5 separate regions of the Mus musculus genome follow, and all the other regions are linked to region 2. The links are chromatin contacts, called in public HiChIP or PLAC-seq and promoter capture Hi-C maps. All regions are on one chromosome and are shown on one strand. Each heading gives the region's core, a stretch centred on a gene start, on an enhancer-like site or on the middle of the called end of the contact. The rest is flanking DNA. Distances are from core to core; before and after follow the strand shown.

What was found. HiChIP or PLAC-seq counts read pairs in DNA pulled down with a chosen protein or histone mark. Capture Hi-C pulls out chosen DNA fragments and counts their contacts.
Region 1: an H3K27ac HiChIP or PLAC-seq map of large pre-B cells shows a contact between it and region 2, with 2.1 times the contacts expected there. The contact joins the promoter of Fchsd2 here to the promoter of Plekhb1 in region 2. A contact is called at or near these places in 1 of 39 promoter capture datasets (pre-B cells) and 1 of 115 datasets of contacts at active chromatin or transcription factors (large pre-B cells).
Region 3: an H3K27ac HiChIP or PLAC-seq map of microglia shows a contact between it and region 2, with 6 times the contacts expected there. The contact joins the promoter of Arhgef17 here to the promoter of Plekhb1 in region 2. A contact is called at or near these places in 5 of 115 datasets of contacts at active chromatin or transcription factors (embryonic limb bud, embryonic stem cells, large pre-B cells and 2 more) and 1 of 9 other capture datasets (liver).
Region 4: a contact with region 2 is called in a promoter capture Hi-C map of pancreatic islet. The contact joins the promoter of P2ry6 here to the promoter of Plekhb1 in region 2. A contact is called at or near these places in 1 of 15 datasets of contacts at CTCF or cohesin (large pre-B cells) and 1 of 9 other capture datasets (pancreatic islet).
Region 5: a promoter capture Hi-C map of pancreatic islet shows a contact between it and region 2. The contact joins the promoter of C2cd3 here to the promoter of Plekhb1 in region 2. A contact is called at or near these places in 7 of 39 promoter capture datasets (the 3T3-L1 cell line, the C10 cell line, hematopoietic stem and progenitor cells and 3 more), 1 of 115 datasets of contacts at active chromatin or transcription factors (large pre-B cells) and 4 of 9 other capture datasets (adipose tissue, liver, macrophages and 1 more).

What each region holds. Positions count from the first base shown.
Region 1 is chr7:101,107,375-101,110,074 of GRCm38.p6, reverse strand. It overlaps Fchsd2 (FCH and double SH3 domains 2), which reads right to left and starts at 1,300. Exons shown (of 20, transcript NM_001146010.1): 1 at 1,036-1,300. The coding sequence starts at 1,056.
Region 2 is chr7:100,660,970-100,663,669 of GRCm38.p6, reverse strand. It overlaps Plekhb1 (pleckstrin homology domain containing, family B (evectins) member 1), which reads left to right and starts at 1,276. Exons shown (of 9, transcript NM_013746.3): 1 at 1,276-1,512; 2 at 1,678-1,751. The coding sequence starts at 1,734.
Region 3 is chr7:100,930,841-100,933,637 of GRCm38.p6, reverse strand. It overlaps Arhgef17 (Rho guanine nucleotide exchange factor (GEF) 17), which reads left to right and starts at 1,477. Exons shown (of 21, transcript NM_001081116.1): 1 at 1,477-2,797. The coding sequence starts at 1,899.
Region 4 is chr7:100,963,102-100,965,801 of GRCm38.p6, reverse strand. It overlaps P2ry6 (pyrimidinergic receptor P2Y, G-protein coupled, 6), which reads left to right and starts at 1,436. Exons shown (of 3, transcript NM_183168.2): 1 at 1,436-1,583.
Region 5 is chr7:100,370,897-100,373,596 of GRCm38.p6, reverse strand. C2cd3 (C2 calcium-dependent domain containing 3) reads right to left here and starts at 1,364. Exons shown (of 33, transcript NM_001017985.3): 1 at 1,101-1,364. The coding sequence starts at 1,155. Ppme1 (protein phosphatase methylesterase 1) reads left to right here and starts at 1,701. Exons shown (of 14, transcript NM_028292.2): 1 at 1,701-1,874. The coding sequence starts at 1,774.

The DNA.
Region 1 (2,700 bases), core at 51-2,550, 450 kb before region 2:
GAGCAAAGCTACATGGAGAGGTGGGGTACACGTGCAGGGGGAAAGGGGGAGGATCAGTAACTGGGCAAAAAAATCAGATTAAGAAGAGAAAAGAAAGGGAAGCATAGATGATGAGTTACTCATAAGGCAAATGTTTGCCCACAAGGGAAGGATGTAACTGTCTCTACCCACTGCTCAGAGTAGATACCTAGTATCCATCTGAAAGATTTAAAAAGGCAAGGACACAGCCTTGGCAGTGCGGAAAGGTGTAGAAGGGAGCAGCCGAGTTGCTGGCAGCCCCAGAGCACCGTCACTGCCACCCAGGCCATCCAAACCCCAACCGTAGTGCTCAAACCATGCAACGCCAGGTTCTGGATTTCGTACTGGAAGCTCTGCTGTTTTCCTGGCCCCCTAGCCCGAGGCGGGGCAAAAGGGATGGGGGGTGGGGGTTAAGCAGGACCCGTCAATCCTTAATTTGCTTTCCCTTGGGGTGGGAGGGCGGAGACCGTTCCAACTTCTTTTCCGCAGCCCCGTGGGGGGAAAAAAAGGCCAAATCTTGAGGCGAGACTTGAAACAAATCCCCCCGCGAATTTGCCAATGGGTGGAGTGTCGACAAGCGACTGGAGGGCTCGAACCTGGCGCAGACTAAACAATCCGTCACGCACAAGGCTCTGCAAATCTGCAGGGGCTCCCCCGCCTCTCCCCCATACAGCTCTGAGAATGCACTTTGCTCTGGGCAGCACTGCCATGCAGACAGACACACACATGCATGCCCGAAAGAAAAAAAAAAAAAAAAAAAACTCCAGCGAGTGTCTCGGGGGGAGGGAGGTGTCCTCCCTAGTACTGAGGAGCACTGGCCGCCCCTCCGTCAGAAAGACACCCCGTACACGCGACCCCCTGCTTGGGGCGGGCGGCAACTCTGACAAGCCAAGAAGCTAGAGTGGTCACGGTCCCTTGCGGGAAGGGGGAGGGGGCGCAGCGGTCGCCCCAGCCGCGTTCTTTGTACGCACCGCCACCCCCCAAATCTCCAAAGCCCCCCGCCAGCTGCGCCCTTACCTTCCTCGGCGGCGGCTGCATGATGCTGAAGGGACATCAATCCTCCGCCCACCCCTGACGGCGGCGTTTAAAGGACTGTGAGGGTGAGGAGGGTTGGAGAAAATGGGGCGGCCCAGCAAGCCAGGGCGCGCGCTTGTGTGTGTGTGAAAGGAGAGCCTGGGAAGGAGAAGGAAGAGGAATCGGCCCGGAGGCTGCGAGGCAGGCGAGCGGCAGGAGCAGCCGGGTCGCAGCGAGTGTGGAGAGAAGGAGGAGCGCCGGGAAGGCCTGGGGCCCGGGCGGCCCGGGGGGTGTGTGAGGGAAGGAGGCGGAGACGGCCAGGGGGCGGGGGCCGCCGGGGGGGGGGGGCTCGCGGCTCGCCGGGCGGCTGAGGAGGAGCGGCCGCGTCGTCCGCGCTCGCCGCCTGCCGCGGCCCGGCTGCAGCTGGCTGACGCGGCGGCCCCCCACCCACTCGGGCAGCCCGGCCCTCGCGGTGCCCAACGCCCCCGCCCGGCCCGGGAAGGAGGAAGGCGGCGCCACGCTCCCCTGTTAGAGCTCCGCCAACCACTCAGGCCGCGGGAATTTCCGGCCCCTGGCGCGCGCCACAGCGCCCCGCTCCGGCTGCAGAGGGGATGCGCTCCCGGCCACACCGCCTGCTTCAGAGTGGAGGGGGGGAGGTTAGCCAGGCCGCGCCACGGGGCTCCGGATCTCGGTGTGAGAAAGGGGGAAACTTCACGGATTGTTCGGCCGAGGGGAACGGTGGGGACGGGAACGGGACTCGAGAACTACCCCAGTTCTCTCCGACGATGGAACGTTCCGGACGCTTCCCGTCCTCCCTCCCCCCACACCGAGCAGGCAGCTGGGGGCTTCCCGCGCGCCTTCCCGCCAGCCCGCTGGGGCGCGCGACTCCTCCGGGAGCGCGCACGTGGGAGGGAGAGGACTCTGCTCCGACGCACGCGCACAGGCCGCCCCCGCCTCCCGCCTGCATCTGCGGCTGCACAGTTTGTGTGGGAATTTGGCAGGAGTCGAGGGGGGCTAGGCTCATAGTGGGATTGTTTGCAATAAGGAAGGAGGTACCTAAGAGGATTCGGGATTTTGCTTTCTCTCAGTCCCTCAGCGTACCCTCCCTCCTAGTCAGCTAAACGTGCACTGAGAAATTTAGCATGAACAAGTCCTTTTACAACTAGCCGCAGGTGCCAGACCTATGCCATTGGAGGACAGGTGAAATAACCTAAAATTGCCAGGCAAAGGAATGGATGCCCTATTCCAGAGTACTTAGCCAGACCTCGTGGAGTCAACTGAGGAAAAGAATGAAAATCTCTTGAATCGGTCACTCCCATATCACAGATAGGAAGGCTGGTGTCCGCAGAGAATTGGAGCCATTCTCAAGGTCACATGGCATGCCTAGAATCCCAAGGGCTGAGTGTGAGGAGGGGTATCTTGCTTGGTGTTAGGGCGCATGCCTAGCAGCCAGAGAGGCCCTGAGTTCATCACTAGCATGGCAGAGGAAAGGATTAGGTGAGATTAAGAACCATAGGGAGACAGCAAGGGCCATGGAGGAAGCCTCTGAAGGAAGCCCTTGTCTGGAAGGGAGGACTTCTAGGTCAACTCACTTTGCCTGTCCTGAACTACTTGAATAAACTCAACCTCATCTGGCAATGACAATGCTCTTTCTCCTCAGGGTCCTAT
Region 2 (2,700 bases), core at 27-2,526:
TAGGCCTAATGAGCAACACCAGAGAAGGAAGGTGTCTTTGGTGACTAAATGAGGCTGAGCAACCCACTTATACAGTCAGCGGCCTCGTGTTGGACCCATCTCCTCCTGACCGCTTTAATGCCAGTCACAGGCACGGAGGGAGGTTTGCTTTTGGAACAATCGATGCTTTGCTTCTGGAGAACAGTTACAGCAGTCCCTCTCTAGGCCACTAGAGGACGCGTGTCCCTCTCTAGTAGATGGAGACAGCTGGTCGCAGCCGGTTCACCTAGAGTTCACCAAGCCTAGTAATCCAAACCGCTGGAAACAGCCCAGGCTGAAGCTGCTTTCCGGAGTTGGCGTCATCAGCTGTTATCCTGCGCATCCCCGTGGCTGTTTGACTTAAAAGCCTTTTTTTTTTTTTCCTCAAGGTAACCAGAGCAGCAAAGGAGAATCTTCAGAGCTGCTAATGAGGGAGTCAGATCACCCTGCCCCCAAACCTCTGCGTATGTGCAGGAAAATGAACTTCAGGAGTATCTAGATGAGAATTTAACTGATCATTATCAACATAATAGCGACTATAGAAGTATTTTAGCGGCTTAACCTGCCAATATTCTCGGGAGAGATAGCTCCCTGTCTCCCTTCCTTCCTTCCCGTTCCTTTCCACTCTTCCCTCCTCCCTTCAACTTCCTTCTCTTTTTCTTCCATCTGTCTATTTCTTTTTTTGTTTTTGTTTTGTTTGTTTGTTTGTTTGTTTTTTGTTTTTCGAGACAGGGTTTCTCTTTATAGCCCTGGCTGTCCTGGAACTCACTTTGTAGACCAGGCTGGCCTCGAACTCAGAAATCCGCCTGCCTCTGCCTCCCGAGTGCTGGGATTAAAGGCATGTGCCACCACGCCCGGCTCTTGTTTTGTTTTTTGAGACAGGGTTTCTCTGTGTAGCCCTGGCTGTCCTGGAACTCACTCTGTAGACCAGGCTGGCCTCAAACTCAAATCCGCCTGCCTCTGCCTCCCAAGTGCTGGGGTTAAAGGCGTGCGCCACCACTGCCCGGCATCTGTCTCTTTCTCTCCTTCCTCCCATCCCGGTTATAGAAAGGAGAAAAATTAGTCAAAATTGGGTAGGGTTGAGACTTTCCAGAGACCAGAGAATGAGTTAAAGGCACAGAGATGAAAAACAGCGTAGTTTGAAAGATGCGGTTGCTGGGGCTGCTAAGAGGGGATGAGCTACTGGCTAATAGGATCTGTTGTGCTAAATCCCCCAGAGCACGCACAGCACGAAAGGGCTGAAGCACTGGGGTGGCTCTGGGTCAAGATTAAAGAGACCGGGGAGCCAAGAAGGGAGACTTAAGGAGCCAGGCCGCACAGCCACGACTGGGGAGATGGAGATGGACACAGCCTGCTAGGCCTCAGAATGAAAACTTAGCCCTGCCCTAAACTGGGCCAGAGAACCTGCCTTGCCCCATCTCCAGTCTCCTTTATTCCACCCTCCTCCCTACCCTATCTTGGAGACCTGGATCAACACCACCTCGGAATCACCAGGTGACTTGGCCAAAAACAGAAGGACAGAGGAGATCTCAGCCAGGAAAGCCCGGGAGGGGGCTGGAAAAGAGGGTGACTTTCTTTAGGACTGGTGCGGTCCCTCCCTACCTCTCCCTTCAGCGCCTGCTTGGTAGCTCTTTCCTGATCCCTTTATCTCTAAGGCAGAGTCAAGCCCCACTTCTGGAACCTTCTTGGGGATGCAGCTCTGACCATCAGGAACCATGAGCCCGGCAACCCCGGTAAGGACGAGTTTCTGGGGTAGGAAGAAGTAAGGGGGGGGCTTCCCAAATAGGTAATGCCCTGGTCTCTGGGATTCTCTGCTCCTGCAGAGGTGGGGAATGGACTGAGCTAGTCAAAGTAGCGACTGTGGAGGGTCGGATCCAGGGGACAGGACCATGTAACCCGCTAATCATATGACCTAACCCCCTGTTTTGACCGTATTTCCCCCAGGCAGTCACTATACACACGGTCCACTGCCTCCCAGTCCTTGTTCTAGCCTGGTACCCTCTGCAGCGCTATCCCTTGCCAACCCACATCTTCTCCCCAACCCCTCATTCATCTTCTAAGCCTACTAAAGACCTGGACTTTCCAGCAGTGCTTATGTGAGGTTCTTTGATCCACACTGGGGAAATGTTACTTCCCCTTCACGACCCCTCAGCTTCCTTGGGGAAGCCTTTCTGAACCCCTTGGGCAAAGAGCGACTTCCTCCTGGGTAAGCCACACTCTTTGCATTGGCTACTTTCACCTCCAGTCTCCTCCAGTAGACTGGTAGCTAGAGTTGTATTGGGAGGGCTCCATGCTGCGTTATAGCACTGTGGTGCTTTACAGAGCTAGAGAACGCTAACATCCGAAACCGGGATGGAGCCTGGCTTCTCTCTGCACTCTGTGTGTGTGTGTGTGTGTGTGTGTGTGTGTGTGTGTGTGTGTGTTGTGATGTGTAGTTTGTTTGAAGAGTTGTTTGTGAAGTGGTAGTGAGGAATCTAATATATAGCCCAGTCTGGCTTTACTATGTAGCCAAGGCTAGTCTGTGATTTCCCAGTCCTGCTGTGTCAGCCTCCCAAATATGGTCCACCCCACTCTGTTTTTTTTTTTTTTTCCTACTCAGGCATAATTTCCACTTATTTTTGTTTCCAGAGAGTATTATTTTCTTCAGTCTGTAAAGGACTTGGGTTCTTTACATAGGACTAG
Region 3 (2,797 bases), core at 228-2,727, 270 kb before region 2:
GTCTAGACTGTCCTCTGTCCCCAAAGAGGCTAGGTTCTGCCCACCACCCACAAAGAGAAAGGCTGCTGGAACTTAAAGGAATCAGACCCTCCTTCTTCATCAAAATCTCTAAAAAAAACCGTGATGATTGACAACTTTAAAGTCTGGATTTGAGCCACACCTAGAGCTATCCTTTCCCTCTGACTTCTGCAATGGCTATTGTGACTTCTCTAATAACATCTATCCCCAAGGGTGGCCTAAGGATTAAATAAAATACTTAAAATGTTACCCGTACGTCCTAGGCAGTCCATATATTTTCATTCATTTAGGTGTGGAGTCCTACATTTAAAGCCTCTGGGCAAAAAGGGACCTAACAGAGGTGCGAAGTTGACATCCCAGTAACCAGAACAATTTTAGACTTGCTAGACTGCAGCAGGAGCGGGAGGGGAGGTCTAGGGTAGATCATTGTTGCAGCGGGAGAGACACCTTCCTGGTCTGGAGGGTGGAGCACCCACAGGTAGGAGTATAGGTTTGGCGGAGGGAAGTTGAGGGCGTTCCCGTGCAAACACCTTTTGTGCAGGAGGCCAAAGAAAGGGCAGAGTGCTTGCCAAAGGGGGCAGGAAACGCCTGTAAGCAAGTGAAACCTTCCTAACCCTTCTATGGTTGGTTGTGGGAAGATGAAGTTTTATCTCTACGGAGTTTGGAGAAAGCGGAGAATCTTGCCCGCAGAGGGCGCAAGAGCAACGTACCCCGACCGCAGAAAGACGTGGGGAGCGGAGTCTTAGAGATTAGAGGACGCCAGGCCTTAGAGGGCAGGGGGCGTGGCAACTGGAAAAATGGCGGGGGAAGTTGTGTGTAATAGTCCTGAGTGGTGGGACTGCTAAAGCAGCATTGGGTGGGTTAAGGGACAGTCAGCGAGGGACAAACCAGAGGGAGGTGGGAGATAGGTGGAGCGTTTGGGAGAGTGAGGGGCGGGACATGGGCGTGGTGCGGCGGGATTCGCCACTGAAGGATGAGTACGGGGCGTGGTCTGAGCAAGGTGGGGAACCACAAGCGCTCCGGTGGGCCTGCCCCACCTACGTCTCCCTGGGCCCCACCTCTTTTCCGGCCAGGAGAGTTTCTGCGTGTACCTGAGTTTCGGTGTGTACCTGAGTTTTTGGGTCTTGGGTTGCCATGTTGGAGCCCCTGCGGCAGAGGTTCCCGCGTGAAAGCGGGGACTACTTTATGCAGAGCTGTCCACTCTCAGCTCCTGTGGGTATCTGAAGGAGTCCCCAGGGAGGATCAGCCCGCGGCTTTCGCAGCCGACTCCCCTAGAGGGTCGTTTTGGTCTACAAAAGTCCTAGCATCCTGTTTCTCCTTCGGCTCCTCCCCGATTCCCTCCCCCCACAGTGTTCCCAGCCTCGCGCGCTCCCGGAGCCCACCCCCTCTTTTGGGCGCCAGGCCCCGCCCCCCGCCCCCTTTCCTCTGCCTCAAAGTTTATTTGCAACAAAAGGGAGCAGAGAGCTAGCTGCTTAGAGGGAGGGAAAGGGAGCTGGAGCGGGAGCTCGAGGGGAGGCAGGCGGGCCGCCGGGCTTGGCAGGCGGACTTTGAGTGCAGGAACCGAGCCTTAGGCCCCTCACCGGCAGGACCGCGATGTCCCTGGCCTCTCCCGCAGAGGCTAAGGCTGGGCCTGGGGTCGCCGCAGGGGCGAGAGGGGCCGCCCAGGATGGAACTCCTGCCTTTTGTAGCCGCGGAAACTTGATCTTCGACTGATAAACCTCTGCTCACGTCTCCGCACCCTCCTCCACAGCCGCCGCACGCTGCGGGTGCAGGACCCAGGCTCTCGGACCGTGGCCACTGCGCGCCCTCGGAGTGGGAGTGCAGGGGGGGTTGGCCGCGGCGTCCCGAGGCCAGCCCCCCCGGAGTGACTAGCACCAACCATGGCGGACGGGTCACCTCGACCCCCACTTTATCGCAGCGTCTCGTTTAAACTGCTGGAGCGCTGGAGCGGCGGACCGGGGCCGAGGGAGGAGGACGCGGACACCCCTGGGTTGCGGCGCCGAGCTTCGTGCCGGCCAGCCGCGGCAGTCCCGGGCCAGCCCTCCCGGCGCGTGTCCAAGCTGGCGTCGGGGCCCCCGGCCGCCCCCGCGCAGCCGCGCCCGCTCCGCAGCCTCTCGCCATCGGTGCGCCAGCTCTCCCGGCGCTTCGACGCGGCGGGTCTGGACGACGACTCCACTGGTACCCGGGACGGGGGCTGCTCCTCCGGCACCACAGAAGAAGCTGCGGAAGGCTCTGAACGTGGGGCCTGGCCCAGCGTCACAGAGATGCGCAAACTCTTCGGCGGTCCGAGCTCCAGACGACCCAGTATGGACTCTGAGGCCCTGGGGTCGACCAGCCCCGACAGAGTTTCGTGGGAGCCCCCAACTCGCGATCCCCGGCAACCTCCGACGCCACCTCCTCGAACGTGCTTTCCTCTGGCTGGCCTGCGTTCTGCGCGGCCGCTGTCCGGGCCCGGGATCGAGGGGAGGCGACGTCGGCAGCACCAGCAACAGGAGCGGGCGCAGCGTCCGGCGGATGGTTTACATTCTTGGCATAGCTTCTCCCAACCGCAGGCCGGGGCCCGGGCCTCCTCCTCCTCCTCCATTGCCTCCTCCTATCCTGTCAGCCGCAGCCGGGCTGCTAGTTCCAGCGAGGAGGAAGAGGAGGGACCGCAGTCGCAGCTTGGGCCTCAGAGTCCGGCCTACCTCGGCGGCCACTCTTCGGGCAGTGACGAGGACCCAAATGGTGAGGATGGCCGTCGCTGGAGAGGGAGAGGTCTCCGGCCTGGACGCTCTCAGTT
Region 4 (2,700 bases), core at 187-2,686, 300 kb before region 2:
ATCATCACCCCACCATCATCATCATCATCATCATCATCATTCTTACTACTGCAGCTGCTACTATTACTATTGCTATTACTACTACATCTTACAGATAGGAGAACTGAGATCCAGAGAGGGACAGACACTGGTTAAGGTCACACAGCAAATTCAAGCAGAGTTAACCAGTGCCATCTTATCCTTGGGCTAAGGGAAAATGCTTTCTGCCTCTGGGGCTTAGAGTATGAAAAATGGGCTTGGTTGGGAGCCTAGGGGATGGGGCAGGCTAGGACCACCAAGCAAGCTTTGTGTAGGGAATCTTGATCTTCCTACACCTGGAGCTGTGTTAGCTCCCTCACACAACTCCACTGTGAGGCTCTTCTTTCATGTATACATGCCAGGGAAGAGGACCAAGGGACAAGACACCTCTGCCTTGTCTTGGAACCCAGGCAAGGCCCCAGAGCCACCCCTCTGCTGGGGTAGGTCAGAGGGTGTATTTCCTCTTCTGGCCTGCAGAGGGCTTGCAGGCCAGGCTCTGGGCACAAATCAAAGCATTGGCGTTCCGAACTGAAGCAGGGCCCAGGAGCCTGCCTGGCCTTAGCTCCTGGCCTGCTTCCATCCTGTAGGGCTTGAGGTACGGTCTCCTCCAGGCTGGGTGGACTTCTCCAGAGAGAGACAGAAAGTGGTACAGGAAACGGAGACCTAGTAAATCCTAGTTCAGTCCACTTGAGGAGACCCTAACTCTACTCAACACACCTCTCTTGATTTTTCTCTAAAGCTCTCACCTCCGATCAGAGACTTTGCTCTGCACTCTCACTCCTAGTAAATGACACCAGACGAGGAGAAAGGGGATAGGGGATAATCCGATTGACAGGGAGGGGCTGTCCGGGCCAGTCAAGTACCCAGGCAGAGCTATCCATTGCCTTCTGCTGGTCCTGCCCAAGCCCCAGGATGGATGGAGGTTAGGGAGGAAGAGTCACCCCTGTTCTGCCCTTCTTCCAAGCCACCCTCTTTCTGAGGAGCCATTCTTGGTCCCTGGAGAGTGGTGTCTGGACATGCATGGTTGGAGTCACAGACAACAGATTCCTTAATCTTGGGGTCTGGGTCTCTCTTAATGAGCCTTCCAGGCACTGCTGAGAAACCAGGGTAATTGTTCCCTGTGGCAGTAATGAGCAGGAGCCAGGCTCTGTCCAAACTTGAGAGAGGCCAGGAGGGGAGCTGGTGTGTAGCTAGGAGCCTCCCTGTGCCCAGCCCTGGGCCTTGAGTGCTCCCTCCTTCCATCTTCCCAGGAACCCTCAGGCTAAACTGATGGTCCGACGGTCCCCATCGCTAGGCTGAGTGGGCAGAGCTAGGGGTGACTTGCTCCTAGTCCGGCAGTGGCTGACTCAGCCTTGTGCCAGACACTTGAGCAAGATCTCCAGATTGAGGCCTGAGAGACAGTGTCACTTCCCCTCCTGGTAGTCCCAGTTACCTCATCTGCCACCTCCCAGACTCCTGCACTCTGGGGCACAAGAACTGCCTGGTGGCAGGGGCTGCTTCGGGAGTCTAGCTTGCTCCAGTTCTCATGGCTTGCAGGCGGTTGCTGTGTCAGAGGGAGTTTTCAGGTAAGGGTGCTTCCCTCCTCCAGTGTTTGCCCGCTGTGCACACCATTGCAGTCCCGGGCTGGGTGCAGAAGGCTGAGCAGGTGTGGGTGGGTGTGGGGCCTTCTCCCTTCCTCTTATTTCCTCTACCAAGTTCTGCCCAGAACTAGGCTGCACAACACCGGGGGACAAGGCACAGAGGCCTGGAGTGGAGGAGGCAAGGAAATGGGGACCTGACTGTGTCTTGGGTGGGGAGGTGGAATACTGAGGCAGAGGTCAGAGTTTGACTTCTGAATGAAACATGACATTTTTTCCCCTTTCTGGGCCTCAACTTCTTACCTGTGAGTTCAAGTAGCTGAGCATGTGCCTGAGTATTGTCTATGCTAGATGATATAGCATATAAATGTGTTTAATCCCAGCAGAGGTAGGCAATCTCTGTGAGTTCAAGACTAGCCTCTTCTGCATAGTGCATCTCTTGTGTGTTGCAGGTCAGAAAGATCCTATCTCAAAAAAAAAAAAAAAAAAACCCAAAACTCTGTGTGTGTCAAATTTTAGAGAGTAAAGAGGGTCCCTTGGGGAGGGGCTGGGCGGGACTCTCAGAGCTGCTCAGGCGCCTTGGCAGGAACTAGCAGGAAGGATGCTAAAATACAATGTAGCCTGAGGTTAACTCCACTGGGAAAACGGATTCCCTGAGTCCAGGCACTGCTTGTTAAGGGGAAGAAAAGCAGAGTAATTGGATGTATCTGGGAGCAGGGCTAAATCCTTCTGAGGGTTTCTGTTCACATTTGCCTCTGCTGATCCTGACGGAGGAAAGGCAGGCAGGCGCCCCATATTTGGTACTGCTACCTCCGGAACGTACGAAGCTAGCTTTGTACCTGGCGCAGCCTTCCCAGCGCTAGGATTACATGCATGTACCAAGTGCTATGCCTTCCATGGTGCATCTGCATGTGTGTGCAAGACAAAGGTGTGGATGTGTAGTTCGTGAGTGTGTGTAGCTCCAGTGCCAGTGGGAGTTTCTACTGCTGAGACTCCATTTGGCTAGGATGAAGCTCAGCTTGTTGCAAAGCATGTCTGAAGCCCTGGGCTGGATCCTCAGCACTACAAGATACTGGGCATGGCAGTGAGTATCTGTCATGCCCCT
Region 5 (2,700 bases), core at 115-2,614, 290 kb after region 2:
TGATTTGTAGACCAGGCTGGCCTTGAACTCACAAAGATCTGCCTGCCTCTGCCTCCCAAGTACTGGGCTTAAAGGCTAGCCCACCACAGCAGGCTCTTTATCTCACTCTTAAATTGTCTTTGCTGTCAAGACCATACAGTCAAGGACAGAGACTAACATTTTTAGGTTTGCTGCTACCTTTGGTTCTGGGTTCAAAATGTTAACGTCAAATCTTACTAGAGTTCAGAAAGGTGATGAATAATATGTAAATGAAGCGATCAGTTACAACTCTGGCTTTCCTTTCAGTCAGTACCTTTTCTGAAAGATTTAGAGAAGACTTAAAAACAAAACAAACAAACAAACAAACAAAACAAAAAAAACCAAGAGTTTTTCTGCAGGCGGATCAAGTTCAAGGCCAGCCTGGGGTTCATAGGGCCCCCTTATAGGAGCTGGATAACTAAGAGGATTTAAGTTGGATTCAAGTCATTCTAAGTGAGGAGCAGTCCATATATGCACATATGTTTCCATTTCAACGAATTATCCCTGCGCTTTATGGTAGATCTTTTTCTTCATGCTACAGGACACAAACTGTTTTAGTTGAAAAAACTCCTTGTATTGATTCCTGATGAGATCTCAGTATATTCTTATGAAGCGCAATCGCTTCCCAAGGAAAAAATCAGAGAAGTAGAAGGGTATATATATATATAAGTGGTTTTATTTGCTTTTTGAGTAAGCTTGGGTTACAGGTTTCACGATGTCCTCTATCACACACCCTTTCACCATCTAAGGTTTTTCCGGACAGAGTTATGTCCCTTCCCCCTACTCCGAATACCTCTAACACACATACGTGTATCCCTGTCGTAAAAAGAGCACGTTTAATTTTGTTGTTCTCCTATCCGTATCTATTAATCCTCACTTGCCTCATTTATCGACCCTCAGGCGCTACTTCCTTTCCATTCTTTAAAAAAAAAAAAAATTCTCTTAACTTTCTGGTTCCCTAGTTAGTCTCTCTTCCGTCCTCTTTTGTTTTGTTTTGTTTTGTTTAACCGGAGCGGGTGGAAGTCTCCTTAGAATTCTTTAGCCCTTTTATGCTTTTCTCAACCTTAAAGAAATAAAGTTACCTCTCTTTTTGCGCCCACGGCCGCCCCCAGGCCCTTGGCCTTTCCGTTGTTTCATCCCGAGCCTGGGCCCTTCGTCACAAATTCAACGCAGGTGCCAGCTCCTAAGCTGTACGCTCCCGCCATCCCTTCCCACGGCGCCTGCGTTCCCCGGCAACGGGCGCCGCTGGGAAGCCTGGGACGCAGGAAGAAACACTCTTTCACCAACAGTTCCCGGAAAGCGGTGCCAAAAGAAGGCGCCAATTAGAGCCCCTGCAAATGGACTACAACACCCATGATGCTTTGCTTCCCTACCTTGGCCAAGTTGGACCAGGGCACCTGCATCTGCGCAAGCGCAAATTGATACACTATTTGAGGACTTCATTGTCCAGCATGCATTGCCTTCAAGAGGTCTCTTCCTGCTAGGGTTGTCGAGTTCTCTGATAGGAGTCTGAGAGATCCGCAGACTCCGTTACCCAGTTTCCTTTGTGCGAAGGCTGTTGCGCACTTCCGGTGGAAGCGCTGCGGCGAGGGGGCGGGGCTTACTGAGCCAGTGGGCGGTAGGCGGCGCTGCCGGTGGCTGGTTGCTGTCCAAAGGCGACTGGGCGTCGTTAGAGGAGAGAGCTGTGACCGGTTGTACTGCACGTATCGTGGGACGGACCTTGGGCCACTGTTGTCGACGTGCGGCCTCCCTTTGATGTCGGCCCTTGAAAAAAGCATGCACCTCGGCCGCCTACCTTCTCGCCCTCCTCTACCCGGCAGCGGGGGCAGTCAGAGCGGAGCCAAGATGCGGATGGGGTACGTGACTTGTACCACTCTCCCAGGAGACCAGGCCCAGGCCATTGGAGATTGGTGTCTGGGCATTCAGAGTGCCACGGGAAGGGACGCTGTGAATTGGAGGAAATGCTGGCCTTGGCCTGGAGGTGTTTAGATAGAGTAGAAGGTAGATTTGGGGACTAGGTGAGGCGCTAAGGGAGTAGTCCACTGGAGGACTGATAACATTGTTGGAGAAGGGGAATAAGGACAAGGTTGAGAAAATGAAAGGATAATCTAAGGGATGACGGGAATCAACTCTAGAAGTGATGAGTCTGGGAGAAAGAGTGAATCAGTGAGATGAGGAGAAATCTGGCATCGTTGAGGGGAATAGGGAATGACTGAGAGAAAAGTTGACGGGTTTGGGGAATCAAGTAAGTGAGCCAGGAGTAAGAAGGTTTTTACCTGAGGGTTATAGAAAACATCTGAGGCAAAGACTAGGGAGTAGAAGGTTCTAGAGAAAGTTTCCAGAAGTGTAAGAGTCAAGTTCAGAGAATGAGGGGGTGAATCAGAAAACTTGGAGAATAGGCCTAAGGAAAGACAGAGAACATGGCTAGGGGACTGTTATCAAGGGAGTGAGCCCAGAGGCTAGGGAAATAGGGGGGGTGTGATGAGGAAGACAGCTGAGTTTGGAACAGTGACCACTGATATCCCAGAGACTGAGAAATAATTTCGAGTAGGATTTGTTAAATGGAAGCACTGGAGAGGTAAAATCTGAAAACCAAAGAAGATTTTGTCAATTGTTTTGTTTTGCCAAGCAAATGGGACCTGAGGGAAACTATCTATTGGTCTAAGAATTAGACTTAGTGAA